Regions from separate parts of the Mus musculus genome. Here regions 2 and 3 are each linked to region 1. The links are chromatin contacts, called in public HiChIP or PLAC-seq maps. All regions are on one chromosome and are shown on one strand. Each heading gives the region's core, a stretch centred on a gene start, on an enhancer-like site or on the middle of the called end of the contact. The rest is flanking DNA. Distances are from core to core; before and after follow the strand shown.

What was found. HiChIP or PLAC-seq counts read pairs in DNA pulled down with a chosen protein or histone mark.
Region 2: an H3K4me3 HiChIP or PLAC-seq map of embryonic stem cells shows a contact between it and region 1, with 11 read pairs. The contact joins the promoter of Frmpd3 here to the promoter of Prps1 in region 1. A contact is called at or near these places in 1 of 115 datasets of contacts at active chromatin or transcription factors (embryonic stem cells) and 1 of 9 other capture datasets (liver).
Region 3: an H3K4me3 HiChIP or PLAC-seq map of the SCID.adh cell line shows a contact between it and region 1, with 14 read pairs. The contact joins the enhancer-like site here to the promoter of Prps1 in region 1. A contact is called at or near these places in 4 of 484 Hi-C or Micro-C datasets (CD4 T cells, CD8 T cells, muscle stem cells and 1 more), 6 of 115 datasets of contacts at active chromatin or transcription factors (the 230-238 cell line, the SCID.adh cell line, effector CD8 T cells and 3 more) and 3 of 9 other capture datasets (adipose tissue, liver and pancreatic islet).

What each region holds. Positions count from the first base shown.
Region 1 is chrX:140,454,123-140,458,458 of GRCm38.p6, forward strand. It overlaps Prps1 (phosphoribosyl pyrophosphate synthetase 1), which reads left to right and starts at 2,481. Exons shown (of 7, transcript NM_021463.4): 1 at 2,481-2,741. The coding sequence starts at 2,620.
Region 2 is chrX:140,340,332-140,344,667 of GRCm38.p6, forward strand. Frmpd3 (FERM and PDZ domain containing 3) reads left to right here and starts at 1,932. Exons shown (of 15, transcript NM_001320946.1): 1 at 1,932-2,058. All of the region lies in intron 3 of Gm32113 (predicted gene, 32113), which reads right to left.
Region 3 is chrX:140,518,529-140,522,864 of GRCm38.p6, forward strand. It overlaps Gm39538 (a long non-coding RNA gene), which reads right to left. Exons shown (of 3, transcript XR_003953088.1): 3 at 3,037-4,238. Among named protein-coding and RNA genes, the nearest start is that of Gm39538, 14 kb to the right of the region's middle. Within about 2 kb of position 2,368, at least 317 of the 459 cell types and tissues checked have an H3K27ac peak or open chromatin away from gene starts, as enhancers often do. A contact at or near this core is called in the 230-238 cell line, CD8 T cells, the SCID.adh cell line and 8 more, where this site is marked.

The sequences.
Region 1 (4,336 bases), core at 1,231-3,730:
GACACACCAGAAGAGGGAGTCAGATCTCATTACAGATGGTTGCGAGCCACCATGTAGTTGCTGGGAATTGAACTCGGGACCTTCGGAAGAGCAGTCAGTGCTCTTAACCACTGATCTATCTCTCTAGCCCTGGTGCCTTTTCTTTTGTGAGACAGGGTCTCATGTAACTCAAACTGGTGTCAAATTTGCTAGGAAGCCAAGAACTTGAGATTCCCCCTGCCTCAGGGATTAAATGCATGCACCACACCTAATTTATTTGGCTCTGCTCTTTTTCTTCCTTTCCTCTTTTGCAGCTTTCCTCCTTTTCTCCCTTCTGATACAGGTTCTCACTACTATATATAGCTGAGGCTGGCCTAGACCTCATAATCCTCTTGCCTGCAGGATTAGAGATATGGGCCACCATGCTTTGTTTGAAACTACACTGCTTTTAGTAACAGGAAGACCAGCGTAGCTTCTTGATGCTCATCTCGCCTGATCTCTCAACACACCCTCCCTTCCCCACTCCCCCTCTATGCATTCATCCACCATGCCTGCCCTTTGCCAAGCCTCTTCTTTGGTTTTGGTTTTACCTTATTGTGTAATTTCTCTTCAGGATACCAGCCTGGGTCTCATGGGACCCATTCCCTGCAAGATCCTTTCTAGATCCTCAACTTGATTTTGTTTCTTTACCTCCAAGTGCTGGGATTATGGGGCCACACCACCATACCAAGCTATTAAGCTTCTTTTGTATTTTGTGCCTTCTAAGGGTAGAGGATTGCGCATTGTTCACTCTTTATATCACCATGCTCCAGAGGGCCTGATATATAGGCAATCAGAGCACTTATTCTGAATTATGTTAAACCTACAGAACCCACCATAAGAGTATACTTCACAAACCTTCTTTTTTTAAAAAAAAAATTACTGTTTTCTAATTTTATGTGCATTGGTGTTTTGCCCTGACATATGTCTGTGTCAGACTGTGGGATCCTCTGGAACTGGCATGCACACAGTTGTGAGCTGTCATGGGAGTACCAGGTCCTCTGAAAAAGCAGCTAGTGCCCTTAACCACTAAGTCATCTCTCCAGCCCCACTTTTTCTAAGATTCATTTTTTAAAATTATTTTTCACAATGTTTCATATTAATACAGATGCCCTTGGAGGGCAGAGACATCACAGGCAGTTATGAGCCACTTGGATGTGGGTGCTGAGAACCAAATGTGGGTCATCTGCAAAAGCAATACTTGTTCTGAACCGCTGAGCCATCTCTTCAGTCCCCAAAGTGGTTTGGGTTAGCTCCTTGCCGGACAATTTTAAGAGCAACAATACAGAGAGAGCAGGGGGCTCTCTATGTAGCTCTAGCTGTTCTGGAACTCACTAGACAAGACTGGCTTCGAACTCATAGAGATAAGCCCAATTCATAAGTGCTGATAATTCCAATGTGCCCAGCTGTCAAAGCCTGGCTGGGCAGTGATGCTGCATGCCTTTAATCCTAGAGACAGGATTTCTCTGTATCTCCTTGGCTGTCCTGGATCTCACTTTGCCTCCAGAGTGCTGAAATTAAAGGTGTGAGCCACCACGCCTGGCTCAGAGTCACATTGTGTGTACGAGGCTAGCTTGGGACTCATGATCCCCCCTGACTAAGTCTCCTTAGTGTTAAGATGATAAGCATGTACCACCATACCTGGTAGTCATGATTTTGGTTTTGTTGATTGTTGCTGCTTTGAGACAAGATCTCACTATATATCTCTGGTGGCCCTGAACTCCCTTTGTACATCAGTCTGGCTTAGAACTGACATAGATCTGCCTGCCTGCCTCCTCCAGAATACTAGGATTAAAGGTGTATGCCACCTTGGTACTGATTTTTTTTTTATTCTAAAATTGTGTGACTCTTCCTTTACATCTAATTCATGGCTGTCTGGAATACTGTTAAAACAGAGTCTGCACTAGTTTGCACAAGTTTGCACTGGTCCAGTTAGCGTGTGTAAAAGGCTAGGTTAGCCAGATTACCTTGTAATTGTGGCAGACTTAAACACTATGCTGATTCTTTCAGGGTTCTTCATGGATAATACTTTACTTTTTCTTCTTCCAATCTTTAGCTAATCATAATTTTATCACCCAGATATTTGGGGAAAGCCACACTCCTTCTCTAATTGAGCAAACTAGAATCCAGTGATAAGGACAAAACATTAACTTTCTCTCGCATTGTCCCAGGGTGACTCACCTTCAGTCACTTTCCCCTAGGGCTTGCCTTCCAGGTAGAAAGTACACTTGGTATTTAGAGTTGGTAAACAAGCCCTTTGCCTGCGATGCGCCTGCGTTGTGGCTATCTTTGTGATGTAAAAAGTGCTTTAATTTAACCCGTTTCACGCCTCTGAACAAATTACCAGAGAGTGGTTGGGCGGCAACATTACCGGAAGACTCCGCCCCTCACACCCGTCCAACCAATCAGAAAAGGCTGGGTGGAGAACTTCCTTTGTAATCCCGCCCCCTGGGCAATTTAATGCCGCGCGCTGGGCGGGAATGTAAGATGGCGGAGTAGCAACGCGGTACTGTTGGTGTTCAGACTGCCTGCTGACTTCCGTTCCCGTGTTGGCAGCGGCGGCGGCGGCGACCACTGAGCACGTTGAGGTAGTTACCCAAGATGCCGAATATCAAAATCTTCAGCGGGAGCTCCCACCAGGACTTATCCCAGAAAATCGCTGACCGCCTGGGCCTTGAGCTAGGCAAGGTGGTGACTAAGAAATTCAGCAACCAGGAGACCTGGTAAGGACGCAATTGGTACCTTGAGTGTACCTGACCTGCCCAGGCCATGGCAACTCGGGGGATGGAGCGGCCGTGGGATTTCCTGGCAGCAGAGGATGGGCAGAAAGGGGCAGCAGAGGTTAGCTTGCCTCGCGGGTTGTTCCGTTATTTTACCTCCCGAGAGGGTCGCGTTCATCCTCGCTGCGCGCGGTTAGGTGGAGCCAAGATGGAGATGGGAGCTGAGGCCGCTACGTTTGGGGGTTGGGGATGGAGGATCTAATGTCGGGGGGTAATGGCCTCCTGGAATGTCTGGAGGTGTACGGGCGCTTAGCTTTGGGCATGGGGACACGTGGCTTGTCGCTTCACTGTGGAGCCAGTAGATTGGATTCGGTTCACTTTCCGCGCGTCGACTGGTGTACATCAGAGAACCTATGGCGTTCTGAGCCCCATCGTGGTCTTTTTCCTAGATTTGAAAAGCTTTTTGGTTGGAAATGGTAGCGTTCTGGTTTGGTCTTGGGAAACATTGTGTTCTGAGGGCGCGAAAACGTTACCACGTTCCCTTAGACTGGCACGGTGTCGGCTTTTCCTATCCTGTCTGTCGAGGAATCAAACCACCCTTAAGTTAAATTCAGTAGATGGGGTAAAGTGGTTGCTTTGAGCTCAACATCCTTGATCTTCGACATCTCAGCTTAAGTCATCCCAAAAAAATAGGGAAACCTTAGTTGTAGAATTCGAATTTTTGACGGTTTCCAATTCCGCTACTGGCAGACATAATAATACAAGCACTCCGCCCCTCCTCCATTGTAGCCACTTCTTAGTGTTAAATGCGTGAGGATTTAGGGAACGACTTACACGTGAGTGTTCAGTGACAAAATAATAACGCAGTGGAAGAGCTAGCTCAAACAGCAAAGGGAAATTTGAATGTCGTCTTTTTGGTGCTCTGCTATAAAACTCGTGGCCCAGCACTGGTGTGCTGTCGCATGCCACTAGGCAAGAGCAGGAGAAGCAAGTTTGAAGCAAGCCTAGTCTGCATAGTTAACTCTAGACTAGTCAGGACTATGTAGTGAGACGGTCTCCGAAAAATTGCTAACAGAACTGTCTTAGCCCCAGTCATCATCCACATGCACTATTGGACCGTGCTTCTTTTAGTGCCCCCTTCCAGCTATATACAGGATCCTCTAGAGCACTGTATTGTTTTCCTGTAGTAGATGAAATCAAGAACACTAACAATAATGCTTTTTTGTTCACTTATTTTAATTTTGGTTTTAGGGTTGTTTGTTTGTTTTGGGGGGTAGTCTACAGGACTCAAACATTTATCCTCTTGCTTTTCTCACTGCCTGCTTAGTACTGGGCTTGCAGACTTGCGCCATCACTACCTCCACAGTCTACAATCTTTCAGTCAGCTGTTAGGGGTCAGTTTTTTTTAAACCAATGATCAATTAAATTACATAAGATTTATTCTTTCTGATTATTTCTAAACGTCTTGTAGTCTTTCCTTTAAATTGTTTCTGTGTGTGTTAGTTAAAGTTCATCTGTAATAATGGCTGCTTCCAGGACTAGCATGCTGTTAATTGTGATGCAAATGGCAGTGCAAACACTGAAAGCATCTGTAACCA
Region 2 (4,336 bases), core at 682-3,181, 110 kb before region 1:
TCATAATCTCATGAGAGGAGCAGGCTGCTTTAGAGACCCAAAGCCCAGACAGTTCTGCTGGTTCCATTCAAGTCCTTAAAACAATCTCCTCGGTTTAATGCCAAGCCATCACTAACCAGTGTGTCATAGGCACCACTGAGGGAAAACACTATTTCACAGAGCAGGGGCTGCTTAGATGCCGGCTCACTAGTTCTGGAAAGATGAAATTAAGTACAATCAATCTGGAAGAGTCAGCCAGGATTTCTTTTCAGTTTTACCTCCCTGTAGCCCCCTCCCACCTTAGAGACAGACTAATCCCCGACATTTGTCTAATGACTTTATACCTGTCAAAGCTCCTTCCTATCTATTACTTCCCTCCAGCATCACAAACACCCCCAGAAAGGAGGACCGGAAGGCATTATTATCCCTGTTTGACCAACAAGAAAACTGAGGTACCAAAGGATACATGACTCATTCAGGGTCACACAGCCGTTTAGTCAAAGAACTGGGGCTTTAAATGTTTTCTAACTTCCAGTCTTGTGATCTTTCTGCCTTACAAGGTAGACTCACCTACAGGACTATGGACGCGTGCTGCTCCTAACACAGTACCCAACACACATAGATGCTAATAAGTATTTGCTGCAAGGAAGGAAGAAACAAGTTCTACAATGGTTCTCCTTCTTGTTGTTTTGAAAAAATGGTCACACCATGTCGCCCAGGTTGCTCTTGAGTTCCTGGGCACAAGTGATCCTCTATACTCACCTTCCCAGATGTCTGAGACTATAGATAAGGCCAACCACACACAGCTCTACTGATCTTAAGTCATTAAAATAGGATACGAATGTGATGCTATTTGATCATTTTGACCATGAAAGAAGGAGTTTGAGGTCTTTCCCAACTCACAGATGGCAATGCCAAAGAAAGGCTAGTGTGACAGCCACAGAGAAGCCAATGGGACTTGATTTCCTAACAAAGCTGCCTTCCACTCATCCTTCACAGAGGAATTGATCCAATGGGCCCTTAACCCAGTAGCAGAGAGGAGTCAGAATCAGTCCCACTTCAAGAAGAGCCTCCCCAAGATGTCTCTACAAGCTTTTCTCTGGTCTCCCATCAGTGACTCTGAAGTTCTGCTGTGAGAGTTACTTGAGAACACTGGCTGCTCTCTCCTCTTAAAGGACCTGAGCACTCTCCCCTTCTTGAGGAACTCCAAGCATAACAACCCAGACTTCAGAGACTCTGAGCTTGTCTCAGAAAAGACCACCTGGATCCAAACACCCTCCTCCTCCCTTTTCTATCTACCATGGAGTCGGGTACATACTAGAGATCTATCAAATATTAAGAAATGAGCTGTCTCTGCTAAAGAAGAGTGCCCGGAGTTGCCACTTGTTTTTAGTCCAGTTAGAAAAATGGGGGCCGGCGGGGGGGGGGGGGGGAGAGAGAGAGAGAGAGAGAGAGAGAGAGAGAGAGAGAGAGAGAGAGAGAGACAGACTGGTCTCCAGATACCACTTTGCAGTAATACAAAGCAGCGTTTGTTCCGGGTACCCCCCTAATTTAAGATCCCTGCGGGTTTTCTTTCTTGAGCCCACCAGTTCTCCCCTTGATCTCCAGGGGTGTTTGTTTTGCTTCCCCAGAGCCTCGGTTTTGTTTTGTGTACAATGAAAAGGGCGCTGGGATGAGAAAATGCATGCAAAGCACAGTGTCCAGATCTTAATAAGTGCTCAGCCAAGCGGCAGCTGGATTATCCATACACCTCTGTTCCCAGAGGGAGGGGTCCTCCAGGGACACCAGACTGCTCACGAGGTCCCGAATCCAGGTGCAAAAGAGGGGCTGTTTCTCAGCTCCCTGCTTAGTTCATCACCTCAGCCTCAGCTCTGGGGCTGAGCCAGTCGCCTCGTTCTTTAAGATTCTGGTCACAGCAGGGGCTGGGTTTCTAAGGCAGGCGTGATCTTTCTCTTCCTACAGACGCCGCTGCCGCCAGTGTCTGAGCTGGGCACTGGCAGGGGCAGTGCGCGGGAGAGACAGAGGGAGGGTTCCCGGCTCCGCAGCCACGCAGACCGGGCCTGGAGAGGGTCCCCGACAGTAAGTACTGTGCCCCAGAAGCCAGGCTAGGGCTTGCTTGGGAAAGGATCATATAGCTGGGCGTGTGTGGGGTTGTGAGGTCCGCAGAAATTGCTAGGGTCCTCACTGGCACCTCAGAGTGACTTGGGGGCAGTCTAGCACATGCCCCTTCTGGGTGAGTGGCCCTTCCTCGCTCCTTCCCGGGACAGAGGGAGGACGGGGCTTGGGGGGGGGGGGGGGTGAAGACAGAGGATTACAGAGTTCGCGCTTCGGGGGGTGTCATTTCTCTCCATCCCCCACCTCGAGCCCCCCAAGAATTCCTTCTAGTTGCCAAGCGGTCCTCGGGTCGGTTCGCGGAGCCACGGACGAGGAAATGGCAAGGCAAGATGCACGCGGGGCAGAGGTTTGGATATCCATGGCAAAGTGGCTGCAGGAGCGGGAAGTTTTCCTGCTGAGGGTGGGGGGCGGGGAGTGAAGACGGTGTAGAGAGGCGAGGAGAGCAGAAAGCTGGAGGAGAGGGAGGGCAGTGCTTCTAGGGGTTGGAACCAAAGCCCCCTGCCAGCAGCAGCCAGATCCTCCAGGATCCCTTCCAGGTGAGAGCTTTTGGGCTCCTGCAGGCAACTGAGTCCAGTGGGAAAAGGTCTGGGCTTCTAGCCTCCCTCCTCAGTTCCCCAGGCATAGTGGCTAGGTTGTGCTCTTTGGCGGTGGGGGAGGTGCACAGGGGATGCTGACGCGGTGTTGCTTTATAGGGAGGGGGCAGCTGAGACCTCAGTTTTCTCCAAACACAGCCAGGCTGAGAAACATGACCACTGTACCCACCTGGTGGTGCATTATTTACAGAAATATCATCCATTAGCAAGTAAGACTGGCAGGAACATTCCTGTCACTATTTTCTCTAGGCTGTGTAAAATTCAGACGGTGTTAGGGCAGACATAACAAGACCAGTATCTCCCCTCTGTTTTTCGACCCTCCACTACATTGGTCAGGCTTACCTCCCAGTAGTAACAAGTCATATGCAATAATAACAACTCTAGCTGTCATTTGCTTGGAGATTGCTATATGCCAGGCATAGCACTAAGCACTTTACATGCAGTATTTTATTCACTCTTCACAAATATCATGTAGGGTAAATACTAATATTATTCATTTTTACAAATGAAGAAATCAAGGCATAGAGAGGTGGGTCAAGACTAGTCCAACAACTAGTGAGGGGCAGGGCTAGGATTTCAACCCACTCTTTCTTCATACATATCCCCATTGATAACTATTGGAAATATTGGTAACAAGCTGGCTTTAATGGGCTAATAAAAACCAGGTTGATTTCCCTGTGGCAAAACTCATTTTAATTCTGTATTTCTGAAGTCAGGGCCCAGTCCCAAAGAATGTTGAATCAATTTTTCAAATTACCCCCCCCCCCATTACAAACTGTGGAGAAAGACAAACAGCGAGTTAGGACACAGCAGATCCTATTACTGGATGCCCAATGATAATATTAATTGCTAGTAGATCCTATAAATGAGCAGTTACTTTGCCAGCTCGTTTCATGTATTAAATCTTTTCATGGGTACTTCGAAGTGAGTCCTATAATGAGTCTCTCTTTATAGGCAAAGGAATGGGGCTTAAGAGTTCCAACCCACATCCAATAACCCCCAAACCATACCTGTTTTGGACAAATCTAATCATGAAAAGAGCAGTTTGTACTTACCACAGTCCCCAGCCATTTGCCCAGAAATCTCCACTCTCTTTTTCTTTGCTCGCTGCTCCCTTTACACTAAAGACGGAATTGCATAGATTGGTAGAGAGCAGGCTTCCAGGAGAAGACAGGGTTTCAGATGGATTTGGGTTTTGTTGTTGTACTAAGCGCCGTGCCTGCAACATCAATAAGTTGTTATGCTTTATAAGTTTTATTAATTAAACAAGTGTCTGGCTTGCTGGCTTGGAGTTGTTAATCCGATGTTATGGCTCTATCTGAATACCTCTGTTAGAAGTTAATTTAAATATATATATACATACATACATATATATATATACATACATATATATATATATATATATATATATATATATATATATATATATTTGCAATGATGGGGCAAAACTGACTTTGTACTCCCTAAGGAGGGGGAAGGGGACTTGTTTTGAAGCTTCAACTTGGGTGGCAGAAGCTGCAGTCCATACATGCATAATAGTATTCTTGTGCCTCCATCCCAGAATGGTCCCTGGGAGCTGAAACCTATGTGTAACTAGACCCCTTTGGGCTGTTCCTGGGTTATTTCTAACCCTTCAATGGGGTCCTTTC
Region 3 (4,336 bases), core at 1,118-3,617, 64 kb after region 1:
CCTTCCTCGCCCATTAAATTTCCATAGGACAATCAGTTCTCAACTGCTCTTTCCTCTGTGTTCCAGGGCATTTCTCACAGTCTGTCTCATTTAGGAATTGCTTGTTTATATATGAGTGCTTAAGATGCTTTAGAATTCTGGGAAGACTAAAGCTGTCGTCGTCGGACTGGCAGCATCTAGGACAGAACCAGGCCCGCTGTAGGTAGCCAGTAGATATTGAGTGAATTGAATCGGTCGGGAAGCCAGCATGATGTGGGAACAGTGTAAACCACAGAACGATGCTCTTGACCTTCAGAGTCTCTAGCAGGACCGAGTATGTCCTCCTAAACTTGCCTGACACCACAGCTTTATAGGACCAGAGAGATGGGGACACAAAGACCTGCTATAACCAAGCAGGAATTGTGAGTGTGGCCCAGTTCATTATTCACCACTTTACTCAGTACATCATTGCATTCGTTTTCTATACTAGGCACTACATGAGGCACCAAAGGTAAATGGGTGACCCCTACCTGCACTCCCCGCTCATGGAAAGCAGAGGCAGGGGAATCACAAGTTTCCAGCCAATTTTGGCTAGACAGTGGATTTGAGGCCAGCCTGGATTACATGAAGCCTTTCCAGAGCCAGACCTGCTCTTACCCCTGCACCCTGACAAAACCCAGGAACAGAACCTACCTGACTCGTGTTACTCACCCTGACGCAGCTTCCGGGTTAGCAAGAAGCAGATACTAAATGATTACAGTTACAACTCGTGCTCTGAACGAGGGGCAATGTCCGGTAAAAGTGGATATTAACAAGCGGGCTTTGCTTGGGGCGCCAGAGCGGAGCTACAAGAAGGCTTTCCTCAAGGATCTAAGGAAGTGACTTAGAGATGAGACCACAGGCCTGACCATTCAGGCAGAGCTGAAGAAGCACCAGAGCCTTTGTGGAAAACCTTCAGGGAGACTGTGGTGGCTGAGTGTGCACTGGATCATTCTAGAAGATACGAAGAGACCAAAGCATCTTTTACATTTGGGTTGAGAACGACTGTGACCCAAGGTGCTTTCAAGGCCACATAGGCATCCCTTACTTTCCTGACCGCACCGGAGTAGGAGGCAGGAGGTAACAGTAGGCAGCCAGCTAGAGGCCTGACTCCATAAGACTTTGTAGACCAGGCTGGGGATTTGTTTTTTGTTTTTTGTTTTTGTTTTTGTTTTTGTTTTTTTCAAATTGCGGAATGGGAGAGTTTTAAATTGGGAGTTCAGTGGTTCAGTGTAGCTTGGCTGCTGTGTTGGTTGATCCTGGATTGACAGGAATCAAGAATGGAAGCAGACAGATATGTGAAGAGGTTAGGATGGTGACCTACACTACGTTGGTGGCTAGTGAAACTGGACTGTGGGTTCGGCCCACACACTTTGCAGATGAGGAAAATGAGGCCCAGAAATAGGGAGTGGCTTGCCCAAGATCATCTCACTTCTGGTCTAGTCTCCCATTAAGAGAAAAGCTAGCAGAGAACTAAGGGGAAAAAAAGCGAAGTGGATTGTGGTAGGATGAATTCACTAGGGCACGTTGGGAAATGTGGAGTTCTGGAAGCAGAGATGCCCAGATAGGGAAGGAAAAGAGACTTTGAAGAACATATACCAATGTTCTTCAAAGTGCTTTGTCCTTCCACAGGGTAGGGGTGCAGTAAAGCCAGCCAGCACCAGCCCTGAGTTACATCCCAACCCTGTTTAGTCTGGCGGTTGCTCAGACAGGAGCTGCGTTCTTAAGGGCGGGCCAGTTCCTTCCTGCCTGGGGAGTCTAACGAAGTGCTGAGCTGGGCAGAACTCCCAGTGCTCCCTGGGTCCCAAAGCAAGCAAACAGAAACCTCATGCAGGGCCACGTGAGGTCAGGTGGGGCGGGGCACGGAAGCCTGAGCTGTGAACGGATTGGCTACTGTTTGACACACCACTTTGAGAGCCCGCCGGCCATGGGAGGCTCAGCCTCCTTGCGGCTTCTGGCCGGCCCCTCCCTTGCTTGTCTTTGTAGGATAGGGGTGGGGGTGGGAGGATCGCCTCATAACTTCCCACCACAAGTTTCTTCGCTTCTCCAGCCACCCCTGGTCTTAAAAAAAAAATAGTAGAAATGTGACTGATTACCACTCACTGAGTAAACACCGCTAGCAGCCCAAGGAAGATGAACACTGCGCCTCTCCTGATGCAAGGGGGGGGGGGGAGTGTTATTCAGGGGAAGACCGGGCTGCAGAGAAATTAGGGGGAAAAGTCACCAAAGGGGTTTCCACCAAGGTTTAGATCTTAAGAATATTTCTCTCACGAGGCTTGGACGCTTTGCCCTCAAGTGGGCATTACTACCAACTTACAGGATGCCAGCCAAACTGGCCTCTCCCCAACCTAGACTCCACCTCTCCGGGCCTGGCCGCACTGCCTTGCCCATCTGCCTTTCCAGAACAGCTGCTTGCTGGGGAGGAGAAACGAGGTGCACTGCAGATGGCGAGGAATCTTTCTTACCGTTCTCCATTTAAAAATTGTGAAGTCGATGCTTTCTGAAGTCACTTTTAGGTGTGGCATGCTAATAGTCTATGCAACCAAGATCAGGCTAAAAACTTTAGGGTTTTTTGTTTGTTTGTTTTTGTTTTTGTTTTTTGTCTGGGGGCGAGGATTGTCCTGGTGGAGAATCAAACTCAGGGCCTTGGACACCTAGACTTCTCTATTCCACATCTTACTTTTAAAAAATTTTTTTTCTGTTTGTTGTTTGTTTGTTTTGAGACAGGGGTTCTCTGTGTAGCTCTGGCTGTCCTGAATGGCACTCATTATGTAGACCAGGCTGGCCTCGAACTCACAGACATCCACCTTCCTCTGTTTCCGAAGTACTGGGAAGAGCACCATCACCGCTGGACTTTAAAACCCTTTTTGGAGGAGGAGGTAGGGAAGTACACACCTTCAATTCCAGCACTCAGGAGGCAGAGGCAAGTAGATCTCTGTGAGTTCAAGGTCAGCCTGGCCTACAGAGCAAGTCCAAGACAGCCACAGCTACACAGAGAAACCGTGTCTCAAAAAAAAAAAAAACAAATTAAAAAAATTTATTTTAGGAGTTCACATATTCTCCACAACAGCTATTGTAACATAGTATTGCTGATGCACCCCCAAGAACTTATTTTGTTGAGACAGAGTCTCACTTCATAGAGCAGACTGGTCTGTAAGTATGTGGTTCAGGGAAGGCCTACAGTGCACTCCTTACAATCCCTCTACCTCCCAAGTACTGGAATGGCAGAGATGAGAACCCGTATCAATACAGTAAAGATGAGTGAACTGTTGAGTCATTTACCCATGAACGCGTAACTTACCAAATATAGAACTAGGGCCTGGACTCAGTTCTAATTCTGCACATCCTACAGTTATAATTTGTTCCCTGAGTAGTGTCTTTAGAAATTTTATACCATCCACATTAGTCTTATACTGTGACAAGTTAGTCCTGTCTAACAGAGAAAATGACCCCCTTGTCTGTCTGTTTCACACTTTGGAGTGCTGGAGTTTCATATTACTGGAAGCAGGTGGACACATCAATGCCATGAGGCGAATTGTCATGAGAAGGCTTCTTTCAAAGCTCTCCTGGTGGTGGCCGGGTGATCTGCTGCCAGGCTGCTGGGGCGGGGGCAGGGCACATGTGGGCAAACTGAGAGAAGCAGGGACAGCTGGGAAGTTGGCTGAAAGGAGCCCTGTGATGTGTCCTTAGGTTCTTCGGTGCCTGTCAGATCTTGGATGGGTTCTTGGTCCTCCTCTCGAAAGATATTAACGAGGGCAGGGGAGCCCAGTGAATATTTAATAGACAAGTATAAAACATTTCACAGACTCTGTCTACATAAAGTTCTTTTGAAGGTCCACACAAAGCCACAAGGGCCTCTTGGAACTCTCAATCCGAGGAAATGATTAACTATCCTCATTTCTGCAGAACGATGCAATCTGTTTATGAAATGTCTAAATTAATGGGGAGGATCCAGTGCAGTTGGGGGTTTTCCACCATCATCCAGCCGAGGCTCCTGGTCAGGGAAATTTGAGCCTGGGGCTCACTTGGCTTCCTCACCACTTCCTGCTCCCAAGCCTCCTCCAACAGTGTGCCTTTAATAAGTCCAGGTTGTTTCCAGTTCGCAGCGTTAGTTAACCCTTTGAAGTCTGGGTAGGCATATCACGGTTCAAACTCGCAAACCATTTAATATACATCAAAGATTGGCCAGCAGCGCAAGTGTCCCTATGTAGATGTTTTCACTGTAGGGATCAAATGAGATAATATGTGTGTGAAAGCGCTGTGTAATCCTTGAAGCACAGTAAACGACTTTATTATATTCCTCAATAGAATGGCATAT